Regions from separate parts of the Oryzias latipes genome. Here region 1 is linked to region 2. Evidence: chromatin contacts called from public Hi-C data. All regions are on one chromosome and are shown on one strand. The core of a region is the stretch at or near the end of the contact, and the rest is flanking DNA. Distances in the headings are between cores, read along the strand shown. Region 1 holds the start of jmjd4 (jmjC domain-containing protein 4). Region 2 holds the start of c17h1orf35 (multiple myeloma tumor-associated protein 2).

Evidence for each region. A called contact is a pair of places that touch in the nucleus more often than the background predicts.
Region 1: a contact with region 2 is called in a Hi-C map of embryo, with 2.1 times the contacts expected there. The contact joins the promoter of jmjd4 here to the promoter of c17h1orf35 in region 2. A contact is called at or near these places in 2 of 5 Hi-C or Micro-C datasets (embryo and fibroblasts).

What each region holds. Positions count from the first base shown.
Region 1 is chr17:28,045,472-28,051,129 of ASM223467v1, reverse strand. jmjd4 (jmjC domain-containing protein 4) reads right to left here and starts at 3,563. Exons shown (of 6, transcript XM_004079409.3): 1 at 2,939-3,563; 2 at 2,689-2,854; 3 at 2,473-2,598; 4 at 2,123-2,390; 5 at 1,710-1,856; 6 at 1,125-1,622. The coding sequence starts at 3,191. The coding sequence ends at 1,287. snap47 (synaptosomal-associated protein 47) reads left to right here and starts at 3,072. Exons shown (of 5, transcript XM_020711165.1): 1 at 3,072-3,173; 2 at 3,898-4,411; 3 at 4,531-5,033; 4 at 5,373-5,497. The coding sequence starts at 3,915. iba57 (putative transferase CAF17, mitochondrial) reads left to right here. Exons shown (of 3, transcript XM_004079410.4): 2 at 68-414; 3 at 516-1,115. The coding sequence ends at 907.
Region 2 is chr17:27,888,120-27,893,361 of ASM223467v1, reverse strand. It overlaps c17h1orf35 (multiple myeloma tumor-associated protein 2), which reads right to left and starts at 1,495. Exons shown (of 8, transcript XM_004079405.4): 1 at 944-1,495. The coding sequence starts at 1,040. LOC101175509 (guanylate kinase) reads left to right here. Exons shown (of 7, transcript XM_004079404.4): 2 at 3,885-3,998; 3 at 4,863-4,904; 4 at 4,989-5,224. The coding sequence starts at 3,887.

The sequences.
Region 1 (5,658 bases), core at 2,314-4,813, 160 kb before region 2:
ATTGATGATTACAAATGATAATGTTCCATTTAGTGAGACTTTTGTTCTGGTTGTATTTTTCCTTCAGAATGAAAGAAGCTGAAGGACTGGGTGTTTTCCTGGAGTGTGACACAACAGTTCACGACTCGGTTTTAAGACATTTGAGAGTTTATAAGATAAGGAGAAAGGTCAGCATTAGTCCCTGTCCAGAGCTCTCTGTGTGGGCCGTGCTTTCCCTGCAAAACCGTCCCGACCAGGAGGCCGGTCAACCTGAACTCTCTGCCCCTGAGAAAGCTCTGGTATGGGAGGCTGATCCCCGAACTTCTCAGATGGGTTGGAGACTGGTGTTACAGAGGGAAACAGACCCCTTGGATCTCATTGTACCTTGTGAAAAGGGCGACACAGAGGAGTACCAGAAACATCGCTATAGAATAGGTATGAACAAAAACGATTGGTGAAGTTTTAATAAATTAAGAATCCTGTCTTGATATCAGAGTTCACAACAGTAATGTGAATCGGCTGTCATTTTTTCTCAGGCGTTCCTGAGGGAGTGAAAGACCTTCCTCCTGGAGTGGCACTACCACTGGAGTCGAACCTCGTCTTCATGCAGGGCATCAGCTTTAGCAAAGGCTGTTACATCGGCCAAGAGCTCACAGCCAGAACGCATCACACCGGTGTGGTACGGAAACGCCTCATGCCAGTGCGGCTGTCATCTCCGCCTAAAGGCCTTCAGGGGGAAACATTACTCCAGACGCAGTCGGGTAAGGCGGCTGGGAAGCACCGCGCCGGGGTTGGAGAACTGGGTCTGAGCCTAATCCGCACAGCTCACGCCAAAGAGATGTTGACGCTCAAATGTTCGGACGACAGCACCGTGACGCTTGAGGCCTCAGTGCCAGACTGGTGGCCCAAAGATGTGAAAGTCATTTGAGAGGGGGGGGGTTATTGAAATGTGACGTCCATCACATGTGACAGATTCCTCATTGACCGAATCCTAAGGTTACACTGTTTTATCTGCACTAGAGAAAGTTTTTCTTGTTATTTGCATTATTTATCAAACAGCTTTGCAGTTTCTGAGTTTGTGACAAACTTTAAAGTGATTTTTTTCTTATATAATAAAGTAATAGTAACAAAAAAAATGTTTATTGTTTTTATTTTTATACCTTTAGTGCAAAAACAAAGACATTCAGAAGCCAAATTGTTGACTGCAAATCATGTCAAGCTTCAATAATATTCCTCGGAGCAAAAAAAATTGGCACCTTTTTTATTTTTCAAGCAAATACCAGATAATATTAAAACCAGGGGGCCAACTATTCCTGATAAAGGAGATGCTGCCCCCTTGTGGACTGTATGGTGTCTTGGATTTGCTGTAACATGGTTTCTGGCTGCAAAGTCAGTGTTGAGTGATCAAGCTGTTTGAAATCCTCGTTGCACAGGAGGCACTCGATGATGTTAGCCACTCTTTGTAGGTCAAAGGCAGCGTGGTAAGGTCCAAGTGTGGTCAGGGTCTCCGAGAGGGGCCGTGCATAGTCGGAAGAATCACCAGAGGTGCAAGCATTCAGGAAGGCCATCCGGTTTTCGGCAATGATTTTCAAGAAAGATGCAAATTCTATGTAATCGATGCCTGAGCATGCTTTCATTATGACCTGAAAAAAAGGACAATCAATCGTAAAATTGCTGCATTTCTCAGAATGTCTCAAAAGAAAAAGGGAAAAAAAAGCTGTGAACAGTACCTGACAGTGCTGGTGCCATGAGTCCATTGTATTTCTCCACTCATCTATCTCTTTTTGAACAGAGGACAGCTCTTTCTGGAGGAACTGCCACATGATATCAATGTTGCAGCCATTTAGCCAGTTGTGATTAATGGAGATGGTGTCCTCCTGGGACAAAAAACAAACAAACCTGCATTTAGAAGAACACGAAAAGGCAGAGCTGCTGAGCCTTGCTGCCACACACCAGTAACCATGATGATTAATTTGATTGTCACTTTTGTTATTTTGTTGTCTTGTTTGCTGCTGCAGACAAAAGAATGTCCCCATCGTGAGATAAATAACGGCTTGTCTTGTTTAGGAATGCACAAAAAATAAACCCTCTTTAATACAATATTTCAAATTTTAAAATGTTTGATATATTTGACAGTCCTCACCAGATTATAAACTTGATGGTGCCAGCCACTTGGCACAAACATGATTTCCCCAGCCTCCTGAATGATTTCAAGAGGCTGGCAGGCTTCTTCAAAGCGCGGGAAAAGACCGCTGTCACGGAGCTCAGCCGATGTAACGTCATAGGGTAAGTTGCCGTGCGTGTCTCGTAAAAAGTCCTCCTGACCCGGAGGATACAGGAGCCACTTCTTTCTGCCGCAGATGTTTGCAGACCAGCTGTAGGAGCGGAACACATCGGCGTGGAACGGGGTCCTGGTGAAAACAAAACTCAACGTAAGAAAAACACGCCTGACTGACGCAAATTCTACTGAGACTTTGTTGGATTTCTTCCTACCACGACCCTTTAGGGCCCATATAGACGAACCGATAGTCATCTACTTCAAGTGTATCCCAGTATTCATTAAGCCAGTCAGAGGAGAAGAATACTGGTGTTGAATAAACACCATGTTCAGGAAAGTCTCTGTTGGACATTTTTAATGATTAATGCAGATCGTTTGTATAGAATCACATACATCAGCAATTCTCAATGTAAAACTGAGACACAGGATACCTTGCCATGTGCCAGTCTTTCAGATAAAGACATCCTTTCCGGGATGAGTGACCGTTCTGGACGTATTCCTTCCAATAGTGTATAAACTCTTTAAACTGCATCACTTGTTTGGGGTTTGCATTGTATTCCTTTGCATTACAGTTTGCAACAGGAACTAGAGTTTCATCTGATATTTCAAAACAGACAGGCATTAGCTGACATACACTATATATTCATGACGTCATCACAACAACAGTCTTAATTAATTTACCAAAGTCTTGGAGCAATTTTTGAAAACTCGGCTTCCCCTCCTCTGTTACCCACTGCTGTCTGCACTTCCAGTTGTCTGTGAACTTTCTCGAAAACACGCAGGGCCGGTTGGGCAGTAAATATTTCTTTAAAAATTTCGAATAGTTGATGTCCTTATCGATGTAGTCTACGAAGTGTGAGGACCAGAACTGCTCATAGGACTGCCGGGGGATGCTGACCAGGCTGCTGCAGTAACGGTACGCCTCTCTGTCCATGATGGTAAACAAAAGCTCGGCTAGCTAGTTAGCAAGCCCGGCTGGCATGTTAGAGCATGGAACTGAGATAAAGCATCAAGACTGGGTTGTCATCAGTAAATATAATATATGTTTTGAAATCTAATATGTAATCACAGTGAAGTGAAACCTAAAAAATAAATAATCAATGGTTTTACTAAACGCTATTCCACTCGTGTCTTCCATTATTACAAGTCGCCATAAAATTACCGCGTTTCCTTGCGTCACTAATAGATCGATTATTTCATTTCCGTCATGCTTATGACGCAAACATCTGTTCATTTACCGCAAATTAGCGCCCTGTTTTGAGCAATTATTGTGTCCATAGCCTTGTCGTGCGCGAGTTCAATTTTCTAGTCGGACAATAAACACAGCCGTGCTAGATCGTGACGTCACTTCCGTAGCAAATAGGATCTGGGCAGGAAATAAAACACATGTTCCCATCCAGTGTTTACGGTTGATATTTTGTAAAAAGGTTTACATTTAGCAAATGAAAAAACATTGAAACATTGCTGTTTTCGAATAGTTTATTTCCCTGTGCGTGACGACTAAGTTAAGGCGTTATCTGAGGTCCTCTTCTGACGGGATTACACACGGAAAGAAGGATGTTTACACTCCAACCACTGAAGTGGATTGACTAGATTATCATACGTCGTAAATTTATTTGGGATTTTTTTTTCTTTTTTAGTTTAATTTTGTACTAAAATGAGTCGAGATTTCCCCATCCACAACTGGCCTGGCTCCTACTACATCAACAGTGAGAAGAGGTGGGAGACCGGCACCCTGTCCCTCACCAGAACCACGGTGCGCTTCGTCTCCAGCCAGAACGGGGAGAATCTGGCTAGTTTCCGTCTGTCCCGGATCACGGAAATCAAGATGGAATCTTCCAGCTTCATCTTCAGCACCCTTACAGTGCTGGAGGAAGGCAACACCAAGCACTGGTTTGGTTCCCTACAGCCCAACAGGGTTGTAGTCTATAACGTGTTGGTGCATTTCTGGAGGGAGCGCCTGCTGTCGCCTGGCTCTGAGAGCCAAGGGGCTGAACCCCATCCCACTAAAGGCAGAGAGCTCATCAGTCTGATGGCCGGGGCTCAAAGAAGACTGGAGGACACGGGTCAAGTCCTCAGCCATCAGGGAGAGCAGTTTGACAGCATGATGCAGGGGCTGGAGAAGATTGACTCGGACTTAGGAGTGGCTGATAAGTAATTAATTCAAAACATCTGTTTTATTGATTTGTTTTCTTCCCTTGTGAAGTGATTTATTTATTTATTTTTGCAAGCACGTTTTGTTTTCTTTGAATATAACGTGACTTGTCTTTCAGACTCCTCTCACAACTCGAGGTGCCCTCGTGGTGGCCTTTCGGAAAGCTTCCCTGGAAGGCCGCACAGGAGGCCAAGGCTGAAGATGCTGCAAGAGCAGCAGCTGTGGCGTCCTCAAGCGGGACGTCGACCAAGAACAAGGTGATCGCGAGCATCCCGGCAGTGGTGTCCAGAGGCGGAGATTCGGACTTCAAACCTGGATGTTTGCTGGTGCTGGTGTCCTCCATGGAGGTACGGGACACCAACTGCCACCTCCTTCACCGATATGAACGGAACGAAGTTGATGAAATCAAGGTGTACAGTCCATATGAGATTACTGTTCGACAACGGTTCATCGGAAAACCAGATATATGTCACCGGTTCCTTTCTGCTAAAATGCCAGAAGCAATGTCCGTGTTGGAGATGCAGTACAAGAAAAAGGTTGAATTCACAAAAGAATACACATCATTCAAAGCAACTCCTCTGTCATCTCCATGCGATAAAGAAGGGACAAGCTTGAATGACGGTAAGGCACTTTTTTATCGTAAAGTCTAAAGCTGTGGATATTTTGACCACTAGGTGGCAGCAGAGATTTTTTATTTTTTTATTCTAAAGTCTAAAGCTGTGGATATCTTGACCACTAGGTGGCAGCAGAGATCTTTTCTTTTTTTTTCTTTTTTTTTAAACTGCAAAGGTGCTGCCACATGTAAAAACATTTCGTCATCTTTGTTAGTGTTTTTCTTTAAACGTGTTTAGATGATTCACTTCAGCCCAATTGCCTCACTTGTTGAGTTGAATGTCTGGTTTCCTCACAAACAACACATGCACTCTGCATTTTCTTCATCACCTCCACCCATGGAGTCAGTTTTTCTGCAGAGGTGCCAAGAGACTGAGGTCCCAGTGGAGGTCCCAGCAGGAGAGCTGTCCCAATTGCAGGTGCATGTTCTCCAGCCATCTGTGAGTCAGGCTGAGGCCCAAGAACTCAAGCAGGTAAGACAGTTCTCGATGGGTCCACAATGTACAGCAGCATCAGGTAACAAATGAAAGTGTCCTTGGTTGTTATTGTAAATAATCTCTTTGGTTCGCCCAAACTCTGTTTTTTCCAAACCCACAATTTGATTTTCCTTTTTTTTTGATGCCGTATGTTTAAA
Region 2 (5,242 bases), core at 246-2,745:
ATAAATCTATTTGACTTTTAAAGATGATCATGGTTACACACATTTAAATGAAAATATTAGCAGTCCAGACTTCTCCAGTAGATGTATCCTTTTGCATTTTCCCCCATAAAGGTTCAAGTGTAAGAATCAAATTAGAATAGAATAGAATAGAATAGAATGGCTTTATTGTCATTGTGCATAGTACAATGAGATTTAAGCATCACCATCAGTGCAAGAACAGTAAGGAAGGGAAAAGTAGTAAAGATAACATTGTAATATAATAAAATCAAACAAGCAAACAAACAAACAGTATATACAAGTGTGCAATATAAGCTGTAAAATTGATATCAGATCAATGTTTTAAACTTCCTCCAGCTGAGTAAACTTTGTCTTTTAGAATATCTCATTATAGACAAGTGCAGTCTTGTTGTTAGACTGTTTTTTTAATTCCAAGTATTTAGGCAATCCACACATAAGGCAACAGTCTCCTGCCATGTTAAGGGTGGGTGTTTTGAGCCTCATTTCTGTTTGACTTTGCACCTGAAAGGTTGTGGTTTTAGCTCATATTTTACACAGACAACATTCAGAAATCTAAGCAGCTATGAGAGCTTGTCGATTTGCTTTTGTTACATGTTTCTCGGTCCCGACTACTGTGGTGATCACTACGTAGCTCTCTCTGGGCATGCTGACCCGCTGGCAGCGGCGAGGGCACAGAGACAACGAACGTGTCGACCAGAGGAGGCATTGACAGCACGTTTTTGCTTTCTTTACGGAGATTAATCGGGATTGATATCAAGCTATTAGATCAAGCCAAGCCTTGTGTAATGAGGAATTCAATAACAAAAGGTAGGAAAACAACCTAATTTTAGGGGGGCCACACGGGGTTTAAAAGCATCTGGAGCTAATCTTTCCTGGATGTGTGGCACGCGCTGATAGCGTAATCGACTGCACGTTATGGACTTACCGAGATAATTCTCTCTGTGTTTATCGACCTTCACTTCATCCCAGTTGAACTGGTCTTGGCCTCCACGGATGCCTCCGGATCTCGATGAACCAAACATCTTCAAAAGGGCAAAAAAGTGGAGATTCGGGGGGGAAAAGTAACACTTAGCTAGCTAGCTAGCAGCTACGTTGGTTAGCAGAGCTGCGTGGTCGGTGCGGGCCGTTAGCGTGGACTCATCCAGGAAGTTTAGATTCCCAGTTTCCACGAAAGAAACCCACACGGCTGCGTTTGTTTCGACAGCAACTTCCAAACAAACAAACAACCCAACAACGCGACAAAGAGCAGAGCGTTAAAGCTGGACTCTCGCGCGCGCAGCTTAAAGTTGCAAAGACCCAACAAACAATTTTTTTATTTAAGTAAAAAATTTAAAACGGTAGATTTGTAATCCTCAGCAATAAAGATCTGACTACTGCAAATAGAAGCAATACAACTTTTTTCCCGACTAACGAGCATTTCCTGCTCCTTTTGTTTATTTCATTTGGTCGCGTCCAGTGGCGCGCGCGGACGTAACGTGTTTGGGTACGTAGTGATGACGTAGGCGTCTCGCGGTGAGGAAAAGGGCGGCGGAGGCAGAAAATGCTCCGAGGACCGTCTGCAGAATCAGAAAAACCTGCCTCCCGATGTACATGAGACATTTTATCAGACTGTTTTCAGGTAGGAATGAGGATTTTTGACTTCCTTTCCTCCTTCTGCTGTTCTGTTCTCTTTTTCCCATCTCTGTGTCGGAACCACTATTCATTCCTGGAGACACTTTGTTGTCACGGAGCTACAGGAAAAGATGGTGCCCAAGAAGTCAACCGGTGTTTTATTTTATTTCAGGATGCATATAAATCCTAGATGGATGATACAACTTTTGATAGTAGCATAAAAACGTCCAGTATCATCTATTTTGTTTAATGTCAACTTAAATTAGGAAACCCTTTGTAAAATGTAATTTGGGAGAAAAATTACATCACTAACAAAATTGTCTTTCTTTTTTCTTCTTCTTTTTTAAAAATATTTATAAGATATCCAGTTTGCTTATTCATGCAAATTAATGCATTTTCTACCATTTGTCACTAAAAATGTGCATTTTGAAGAATTAGAATATAAGCTTATATCTGTGAGATGTTACATACCTTGCAATATTAAAAAAAAAACAAAAAAAAACATTTAAGTTGGAACCAATTTTTTAGGTTTTGGTTTACTGAAAAGTCTGATAATCTGTTGAGCATTTTTAAATGGTATTTATTCGGAGCAAAACAACATTGGTGCAGTTTGACACAACAGACATTTAACATATTATATTTTTAACCAACCAGTGAGATACTAAAGAAATAAATTAACAGAAAACCGTCAAACCCAAGAGATAAAATCAGTTTATTACTTTGCCACAATAATATCTACATTCAAGTAAACAGGACATCTGTAATGCAATACATGTGTATTTTCTGTGTGTTTTCTTAAGGATAATCAATTGATCTTCTCTTAGAACATGTACTTAACATTGATTGATAACATCTCATTTTAATCAATTTTATATAAAAAACAAACATTTTCTGTCAATTTTTTACGTAAAATGTTCTCATTGAATTAATGAAAGTTGTGTTTTGATTTGGTTAAATCACTAGTTATGTGTTAACAGTGTTTAACCAAACTGTCATGTAAACTGAAATGTAGATTAAAAAAATGTCCAATAGAATTTGACAGTGACGCTCAGCCTTTCTGGTTCACGGAGCCGCTAGTGCTTTGTAGGCTTCACGTGATTTTTATTTGGTTGTAAATCTGATCACATGATTCTCTGTGCGTTCATCATGAGAGTCAGTCTGTGCTGATCGTAGCTTCACATGTTTCTCATTTCCTGTCAGCCTCTTCTAAGTAGGAAAGGTTTTTTTTTTTGGAAAACAGTTTGAGGGAAATCAGAAGCTAATCTTTCTAATTGACAACTTAAGTTTAGAGAAATAAATGGTCTTGAGCAGAACTAGGTCTTAACTATGCACCAAATATATATATATTTTCATCTTAATTGGATGCAACCATTGATCATCGACTGTAGATTCTGTATTTTGTGGTTAAATATATATAAATAATTATTGGGATTTTTTTTTCCTGGGCTTCTCTTGTGTTAAAAACTTGGTTCGCTAAATGTGACCTGAAAACAACACAATTGAGTCATTTGACACTAGATTTAAACCTACATTTCTTTATTTTTCAGTCCACGACTGGAACTGTTGAAGCTTGAATAAATCAAATTGCAGTAAAACGTAGGGCACCTGTGCTTTCATTTGTTTAAACTGTTTCTGTCGGGAAACTAAAAGGATGTTTTATGACTAAAGGACTAAAGCAGAGTTTAAGTCTTTTTTTTTAATGTTAATGATGAAAAGGGCTTTACCTGCTGAGCAGGTTCCGCATATCTATTTAAAAACATTGACGCAGCAGCTTTTTACGCAGTTGCTGTAGTGTTTACAATAGGAAAAAAAAGAAACAGAAAGCTGAAGCTGACGTGGAAGAGGCAGCCCCACCCTGTCAGTGACCCTCCCATCCTGACTCAATATAAGTCCGCCCGTTCATTTCCCTCCGTCTGCTCAAGTGCTGCGTGATTTCAGGAAAGGTGAAAAGGTAAAGTAGAGTTTGTGGGGCTTTTTTTTTTTTGTTGTTGACAATATTTGACAAAACAGACATGATAAAACAAAAAGATCAGAGGATTTTCTTTTCTAGCTTTTGAGGTTTGTTCTCTCGACTCTTGTTGTAAAGATATGATGTCAATATTTGTTGAGTTTCTTATTCTATTTAAAAAAAAATACATGGAGATAAAGATGACGATCGTTAGGCCGGTTTGGCCGGTTTCTCTGGCTGGAACCTCGGATTGTCTGGAAAGAATGAAAAGAATTCAGCGGTTTGTGTTTTATTCCTTCTCCTGCAGCTATGGCTGGACCCAGGCCCCTGGTGTTTAGTGGCCCGTCGGGGGCGGGAAAGAGCACCCTGCTGAAGAAGCTCATGGGCGAATACGACAGTGTGTTTGGCTTCAGCGTGTCCCGTAAGTCCTGTCATTTACCATCAGGCTTTTAGCCGGTCAACAGTAAAGCTAATTTATATAAGATTAGAGCCTATCAGGCTATTTTCCATCTTTAGTCCCCATAGAACAGGTTGATGGTCCCTAAGGAACACGACAAGTTCAGCCAACAAAGAAAAGACAACAGAAGGCAGACAAGAGCAGAAACAGAAACAATACACACAAACTCATAAACATAGACGCAACAATAGGGGGGAAAAAGTAGACAGAGAACTAAAAAACAAAAACAGATAAAGCTAGAAGGAGCTGCATTTCTAGAAGAAAATGCAGAGTTTAATGCTGAATGAAAATGAAACTTAAAGGGTAATAATTGGCAAAAAAAATAATTTTTTTTTAAAGAGAAATGATCAAAGTTGACCATAAATAAAGTGAGAACAACACAATAACAAAAATATATTTCTGTGAATAATGCGAGCTCCGGGTATCGAACCAGCGAGCTCCTACACAGAAAGAAGCAAAGGATTCCCCGTGTTTTTCAATGGAGGCAAAAACCCTTGAAAAGTTCAAGGATTTGAAGGACCAAAAGTCACAGCTGGAAAAAGCTGAACGAGCTGAACGTTTTAATAGTTGAATGGATAACATAGCTGAAAAACTATAGAGGGAGTGAAGCACCAAAAAATGGCAGAAGATACGATTATAAAGAAAGAGAACCAGGAAAACAATGGGGCCTTCAACCAGTAAAAACTAGTACAAGTCTTTATAGAGGTGTGGTTTACTGTAAATACGTGCAGTCTTGTTTTCCGTTTGTCTAAATATAGAACATCAATAGAACTATATGTGTATTTGTTCATTCGTTTATTCAGAAAACTAAATCTCCTGTCCTTCCAGATACAACAAGAAAGCCTCGACCTGGAGAGCAGAACGGCATCGGTACTGTTTGCAGTTTGTCCTTTTATGGTCACTGCGGCGTTCCTCCTTTAATTCCATGCTAACCGTTCGTCTCCGTTCCGTCAGATTACCATTACGTGTCTCGCGAGGAGATGCAGGCAGGCATCGACAACGGAGAGTTCATCGAGAGCGCAGAGTTTTCGGGGAACCTGTACGGAACGAGTAAAGCCGCCGTGCAGGCCGTCCAGGCCAAGAACCTCATCTGCATACTTGACATTGACATGCAGGGCGTGAAGAACATCAAAAAGACGGACCTCAACCCGCTCTACATCTCCATCCAGCCTCCATCCTTGGAAGTCCTGGTGGGGAAAATGTTTTTT